Regions from separate parts of the Zea mays genome. Here region 2 is linked to region 1. Evidence: chromatin contacts called from public Hi-C data. All regions are on one chromosome and are shown on one strand. Each heading gives the region's core, a stretch centred on a gene start, on an enhancer-like site or on the middle of the called end of the contact. The rest is flanking DNA. Distances are from core to core; before and after follow the strand shown. Region 1 holds the start of LOC100281578 (chloroplast outer envelope protein 86). Region 2 holds the start of LOC103629111 (probable protein phosphatase 2C 77).

What was found. Hi-C and Micro-C count contacts between places; a contact is called where the count stands out from the background.
Region 2: a contact with region 1 is called in a Hi-C map of ear, with 2.7 times the contacts expected there. The contact joins the promoter of LOC103629111 here to the promoter of LOC100281578 in region 1. A contact is called at or near these places in 2 of 25 Hi-C or Micro-C datasets (ear and tassel).

What each region holds. Positions count from the first base shown.
Region 1 is chr6:26,742,329-26,746,159 of Zm-B73-REFERENCE-NAM-5.0, reverse strand. LOC100281578 (chloroplast outer envelope protein 86) reads right to left here and starts at 2,171. Exons shown (of 3, transcript NM_001368322.1): 1 at 2,089-2,171; 2 at 1,788-1,912; 3 at 1-1,074. The coding sequence starts at 1,905.
Region 2 is chr6:27,481,248-27,485,078 of Zm-B73-REFERENCE-NAM-5.0, reverse strand. It overlaps LOC103629111 (probable protein phosphatase 2C 77), which reads left to right and starts at 1,701. Exons shown (of 3, transcript XM_020540200.3): 1 at 1,701-2,441; 2 at 3,816-3,831. The coding sequence starts at 1,917.

The DNA.
Region 1 (3,831 bases), core at 922-3,421:
GCAGCCTGGTGTTTGCTTGTGACAGTAGGAAGCTATCTTGAAACTTAAGCAAGGAATTTGCTTCTGTCAGCAACTTGGTTGCCCCACACAGCAGCAGCAGTTCTGATACCCATACCTGCCCATTTGGTAAAACCCTTTCACCCTTGGTGTTTCGTCTGCACATTGGATGATTGTCTATGAGCACAAATGGATTATCCAACTGCGTGTTGGAAACTGCAGCCTGGATGTGACGCTGCACCACATTCTTGCAGTAACGCGTATAAGTATCATATTCCAATGGGTAACCATCTGGTCCTTCAGGAGGAGATGAGGAACAGTGAGTCATTACAAGGACAGTATTGAACCACATTGGAGACCCCAATATGTCAGTCATAAGCTTCAGCAGTGGGTAATCACTGTATCTGCTGTTAATATGGTCCAAACGCTCAAAGTATAAGATGATATCAGGTGGGGATCGCTTAATGAAGTGCTTGACAGAATTCAGAATCTTCATGTTCCTCCTTTGGCCATGGTAATGAGACACCAGGCCAGGTGTGTCGATGACTGTGACTCTTATTCCTTTAATTGTTCCTTCAATTTTCTTTATCCTATGAGTAGCAGGAACCAGAGCATCAGTAGCAACCTTCCTCTCATCAAAAATTGAATTTATTGTGGCACTCTTTCCCACACCAGACTTCCCCAGAAGAAGGATTTGCATTGAGACATCCAGATCAGGCCCACCCGGTGCTTCCTGCTGTGCTGCTATAACCCTAGCTTTGTTGATAGCTAGGTTTGTTCTCCTTGCATCTGATTCACTGGCTTTAATCAAATTTGCAAGCTGCAATCTGTACAGAACCTGTGCAACTACATCAGCACTGGGAGACACTCCAGTCCTGTATACTAACCGCAGAAACTTGATTTGAAGCGCCTCGACTTTCATCAGTGGATCTGACTTCTTATTATCATCATCTTGTTGAACAATACCAGAATAAATTGCACCACTACCAGAGTTGGCTGTGACCTCTGACGCCCGCATATCATTAGAAGAAAATGTATTGGCAGTAACAGTATCTACAAAGTCATTGTGTGCTGTACCTGAATTATAACATTCATTAAGCAAGCCACATTAAAATTATTAAGAACAGGAGGATAAAAAATGTATCATAGAATTTAAAATATGCCCACATGTGATGAAATTAAAAATGATAATTAGCAAGAGGGTCCTTGAGGACAGTATAGGACACATCAGGATGTAGCTGACAGAAAAAAAGAAGCAATAATTTTTTTTTGGTTAAGAGCACATCATGGGGTTGCAGTAACACATACAACGATGGAAGCTGAAAAACCAATGTGTTCGCTTTGTCCGTTAGACGTAATGATTAGTATGACATGCTAAATTCCCAATATAATAGTAAAAGCCCTATCCCTACAAAAAATCCTAAAACATGCTAAAAACCTAATATGAATAGCCAAAAGATTAAGCCAAGCACATTGCCAGACCAACCCGGAAAGGCAAAAACCCTCAGTCCCATCGCAAGCACACTAGCCTCTCCTGCAAGCCCCAGTAATTAGGCCCGTGTGATGGGAATGGCGAATAAGAATGACATGCAATAGGCCATCTGGTCAATTTATCCGGTTCCATATCATATAACTGAGGGCTAGGTTTTAAGCCTAACAACATCAAGACTATTTTCAGCAACAGCAGACTAGACTACAAGATGACATTTCAGAGAAACAAAAATTCCAAGTCTATAACCATGGGGAACGCCGTTGTTGAAAACAACAATCACCAGGGAAAGGGAGCGCACCATGAGCATCACCCTCGGAGGCGCCGTCATCAGCACCGGGGGAAAGCGCGAACGGCCTGGCGGACAGCAGCGAGGAACCGAGCCGGTACGAGATCCAGTCCCTGAAGTTCATCAGCATACTTCACCTGCAGAGGGGGGTAGAAGAAAATCAGAGAACAAATCTGCCCCAAGTTAAAGAGCGAGGAAACCCCAATCTTTCACCCTCCTCCCCGTTCTCCCACTTCACCTCGTAGCGGACTGCCGAATCTCCCGTATAATAAAACCAAGCAGGGACATCGCAACTGGCCCGAGCTCGACGTACCTGACCGGAGCCCGACAAGAACGCTGCGGCGGCGTTGGGAGAAGACGAGGAGAGGATGTTGAGATGCGGTGGGTCTATTCGTTTATCCCCTTTTTTGCGTGGCTGGCTCAACCGAGCGAGTTTATTGCTATTACAGTTTGGCTCCTCCATAAAAGTTTATTGCTATTGGCTCCTCTCTTTTAGTATAATTAAAATCTATTGTCTATTATCTATGTCTATTACTACTCTATAAGAGTCAATTACTACTCTATAAGAGCTTAACAAGGACGTCCATAGGGATACCATGCTAGGTCCACCTTACGATACCCCTGTCGCAACCTACCTCTCGCGCCTGCCTGTCGTCCTCCCCCGTCTCCCTGTCGGCCCTCGCCGCTCACCTCATCGCTTTTTATGATTTTCTCGCTCCTGCACCCCTATCCTTCGCTCCCTCCTCCCCCCCCAACGCACGCGCATCGACGAGGACCGGCAGCCGCGCAGCAATCCGCCGCCGCCACTCACTACAAGGAAGCCTGGGCGCGGAGGCGCGTCGCGGTCGCCGCCCTACTCCTCGCACTCGCCTACGCCGGGGGGGGGGGCTGCTCATGTTCTTGCTTGACAAGAGGCTATCCGCTGACTCCGTGGGCGAGGCGGTGACGGGAGGCCCGTGCCTGGCAGTGACGGTGGCCTCCTCCGTCCGTCCCCGCTCCCTCCCCAGCCCCGCGGACGTGCCCCCTCACGCTTAGCCTGGGTTGGTGTACCGCAACCACCTTGTGTTCGAGCGCCTCTAGCCGGCCATTCTCATATATCTTATTTAACAATCAGTACTTCTCCAATGCTCAAGAGATCAATTTACTCTTAAGTAGCAAACTGTCTCATAGTTGTATACTTTGTCAAACAAGGAATCTAATGCTTGTAGTTTAAGCTTCTTTTTGTTCCAAATAAGCAGGCTTTGAATAAAATCACCTGGAAGTTAGTCAGTAAACTTCTGCTATTTATTTTATTTTTAAATAAAAAATTTAGGCCTTATGACTTCCCTCGCAATGTGTTCACATGCAAATTACCTTATTGCATTGCCTACTTTTGTCCGTTGTGGGAACCAACCTTTGATCATTTATCAAATGATTTTGCTTTTAACATTAACAAATTATCGTTTTCCATATGCAGCTAATGACATCACATTACCGAAATTCTGGGGACCCATGGGTGCCTTGTGTCAACAGTAGGCTGCCTAGATCAGGTACCATTTTGAAACCTGTGTACGGTTTCATTTCTTAATAACTGGCCGAACATAAATAGCCAAGGCATGGGTATTGTTGGTGCCGATCTAGGCGCCAATCACTGCGTTGAGAACCGGCGGCGGTGCTCTCTGCGGAGGCGCGGACGGTCCGCGGCCAGGGGCCGAACGGTCTGCGACCTGGCGCAGGGCTCGGTTCCCTGCCTGACGGGCTGGACGGTCCGCGCCTGGAGGCCGGACGGTCCGCTCGTGCGTAGTGGTGACGGAGTTCACCGGCAACGCCTGGATCTCACTCCCGGGAGGGACCCCGTCGGGGAGGAGAGATCCTAGGCTTATCTAGGGTCGGCTGGCCATCCTAAACACCTCTAATCGACGTAGAGCTAAAGAGAAGCAGATAATTTGGGGTAGGGAAAGGCTAATCTAGGGCTAAACTAGAACTACTCCTAATGCCTAATGTAAAAACGAGATGTAAACTGATTATTGATTCCATTGTTCATGTTTAATCGGTCGTAGTCCTCCACATATATATA
Region 2 (3,831 bases), core at 452-2,951, 740 kb before region 1:
AGCACTAGAGAACTCCCTTGTAACCCATCGCATAAAGCATTCCAGCCAGGACGTAGGGTGTTACGCATCTTAAAGCGGCCCGAACCTGTACATCATCGTCTACTATTTCTCGTGCGCCCAGCACGAACCATCGAGCTACAGTCGGTAACACCGTCCTATTCCTAAAAGCACCTTGGGGGGTAACCCTGGGTGCGCGGTCGGACCCGAAACACCGACAACGACTGTGATTGAAGACTTCTATCGAGGATCCAACGACTCGGCCTTCGTCCGGGCCATACTTCAAAAGGCGCTGCCCACCTTCGAACAATTGTTCAGGGAAGCCGACATTTACATCACCGCGGATGAGCGGGCCTAGGACCTCATCGAATGTTGGAGACTGAGCCATCGGAGTGAAAGATGTCACTTGGTTTTCTAACGGTCCCCTACCTGACACACCAACTGTCGTGGTTTCAGAAACTAGGGGACAATAATATCTGTGTTCGGTGGGGGATGCTAGCGCGGACTCACTCCAAATGATGAATCGTTGGGACTCGATCCTAGGGTTTGAGACAAAGAGTTTATACTGGTTCAGGCTTACGCCCTAGTCTAGTGTTGTGTTGATCGTAGTATTGCCTTAGAGTGTGTCACAACTGCTATGTGTGTGAGAACCTTTTTATAGTTCAAGGGTCAACCTTACAGGTGAGACATGTTCTCTATTGGTATGGGGGCGATCTGTTCCCCCCTGGGTTGATGTAATGTCCCTTACGTCGTATGTGGTGTCGTGCGTAGCCGTGCTCCCAGTATGGCGTACCACCGTGCCCGTCTGCCATACGGATCCCTGTAGCGAGTCTGTTGCTAATGTCTTCATAGTGGTGCGCGGCGGGTCCCACGGACCAGTCTTATGGAGCGCCGTGCGAAGCGTGGCTTCTTCAGTCGTCATGAGCCCTGTATCATCTTCCGTCGTGCGTAGACATACACCCAGTATGGCGTATCGTGACGTCCTTTTCCGGTATGCGGGTCAATGTAGAGACTTCGGTACTAAGGTCCCCTATGACCGGGGTTGACTGGCCCCACAATGTGGTGGGGGGATACATTTGAGACCGTACGCGGGGGCGTCAAGTCATGTCGACAGGGACCTCTCGACACACCTTCAGTGTGTCGCATGTATGTTTGGACATGGCCTAGGGATGACGCGTCTTGTCGTAGCTGATGTGGATCAGTAGTACTAGATTAGGTCATCCGCCTCACCGAGTTGCTTGCTCTGTCAGGAGTTGGTCAGTCGTTCCGCCTCGCGCGGGTATCTGATCGGTCGCGTGGGTACTTCGTGTCACTGGGTTGCTCGACAGAGGTCGGGTTAGGTGCTCCACCTTGCTGAGTTGCTCGGCGAAGGTTTGGTCAGACGCTCCGCCTCGCTGAGTTGCTCGGTTGAGGCTTGGACGATAAGTGAGCCGTTAAAAGGTCATCAGCCTACTTCAGGTACACGGTTTCCGGTACCCGAAAAAACTAAAACCAGCTAACCTATTTTTTTAAAATGATTTTGTTCGTTGTATCCTATGGAGCACCGGAGAAAGATGAACCTAATAGAAACGCTTCACACACAGTCACACACAAACAAAATTGATTGCACCTGCTCGCGCCCGCGCTCGCCGCTCGATTCAATCCTTGGATATAAAAAAAAACTGTAAAATTTGACCGGTCAACCTGATGACCCCTTCTCTCGGTCTCGGATCCTTTCCTTCCCGCCTACTACCTATATATAAACGTACTACGTAACCAAACCCCGTCCAACCAAAGCCACTACGCTACGTACCTCCGCCAGCTTCTTTCAACCGCCCCCCGCAGGAATAGTAGCACACCTAATCCAAGAAGAAGCGCATCGGGTTCGGGTCCTCCAGCCGACGTACGGTCTCCGTTTATCCTGCCGCCGGATCGGAGCGATGCTCCACGGCGCCAGGTTCCTGTGCTCTGCCGTCGCCCGCCTCGCGCACGCGCTCATCCGCAGCATCCTCCTCCTCATGCCCCTCTGCTCCCCGACGTCGACCTCAGCGATCCCCGCGCCAACATGGCAGCAGCCGGCGAGGGCGGCGCCCTACATGAAGGTGCACCCGGCGGGCCCGCTGATGGCTCTCGACGACCCCAAGGACCAGCTGACAGCGCTGTCGTCGTCGGCGCAGCCAGCGGTCGTCGTCGTTGTCCCGGCGCTCAAGCATCAGCAGCCTGCCGAGAGAGTTGCGGAGACGAAGACGGCCAAGGCGGCGAGGGGAAGGCCGACCAGACTTGCCATACCGCCGCCCTTGCCCTGCGCTCCCGGGGTCGACCCGTTCGGCGCGGTGGAGGCAGAGTTGGCCACCGAACTGGAAGTGCAGGGCGAGGGCTTCTGCCTGGCGAGCAGGAGAGGGGTCAGGCACGCCATGGAGGATGGCTATGGGGTTGTCATCACTGATCACGGAGCCTCCCAATTGGTACGGTACGCGCATTTTATCAGCTAGCTCGATCAACTAACCTGCCTAGGTGTTCTAACATCTAACCTGCCTAGGTGTTCTGAATGGTCTAGTTTCTTTTCCAAATGAAAATCATACAAGAATATATCTGACGAACAACGACACGGTGTGGAAGAAATCTACATTTTCTGGATAAATTTCCATGGCTAGTGCTTATTAATTTCGTGATCATCGATCTTGTAAAAACTATAAATTCAATCAATCAATGATACTGATACGGTAGTTTGACCTCATATTAATTTTTGGGATTGAAAAATATAAAAACACTCAAATAAGTGCATACTAGTCTACATATGTATGACTTGTGTGAAATATACACACTCTAGTTTAATAGTTACAATGTATACCATGATCCATTTAAGAATAATTCATCAATAATTAAAACTGAAGAAACCAACTGTGATATCCTGGCCCCTGGGATGGTGATGTCCTGATCCAAGGCTTAATAAAATTTAAAAAATATTCATACCAACAAGATGCATCTTCTTTTTCGGAAGCCTATTTCGAAAAAACCTCCAAGTTAAGTGTGCTTGGCTTGAAACAATTTGGGATGAGTGACCGACCGAAAAGTTTTCTCGGATGCGCATGAGTGAAGACAAAGTGTGCACAAAAAACCTATGTTGGTATGTGAGGATGATATATAATCGTAAAGAGCTGACAGAAGTAAGTACCATCGGTACAGGGATTGAATGAGGTGTTACACCAACATGGCTTTGTAGTATTTTGTTTAATTAATAGGATACAGTTAGCGGTTCATCAATTACCATAGTAAACATACATGTACGGATTTTAAACTCTAAACTCAAGTTGAATGCCGTCAATATTAAAAAAACAAAATTATATATAGCATATGGAATTAATTGTAACTCTTAATAATTAGCTTCTCATGCATGGAGCACTCTTTTGTATTATTCTTATTATGCAAAAGCAACGCAACTAGCTCTTATTTAAGAAACTACTATAGCTAGACGACGAAAGCGAGAACGAGTCCATTGCTTAGCTGCGAAACATCCAAAACATAAAATGTATTTAATTTTTTCCCCTCTCAATATCTCTCTATCTCTCTCACTCGAGAGAAGTATAGGGCATACTCCGTATGACTCTGTTGGTCAAAACGCAGCAACATTCCACCTCCCATATCTCAAAGAGAGAGAGAGAGAAAAAAGGCAGCATTGCAAATTAAATCTTGCACTGATGTGTTCCGTTCTTTTATTTCGTCAATATATATATATATATATATATATATATATATATATATATATATATATATATATATATATATATATGCATGTAAGATGAGTATATATATTCAACAAGCATGCTATATATGTACAGGCGTTCTACGGTGTTT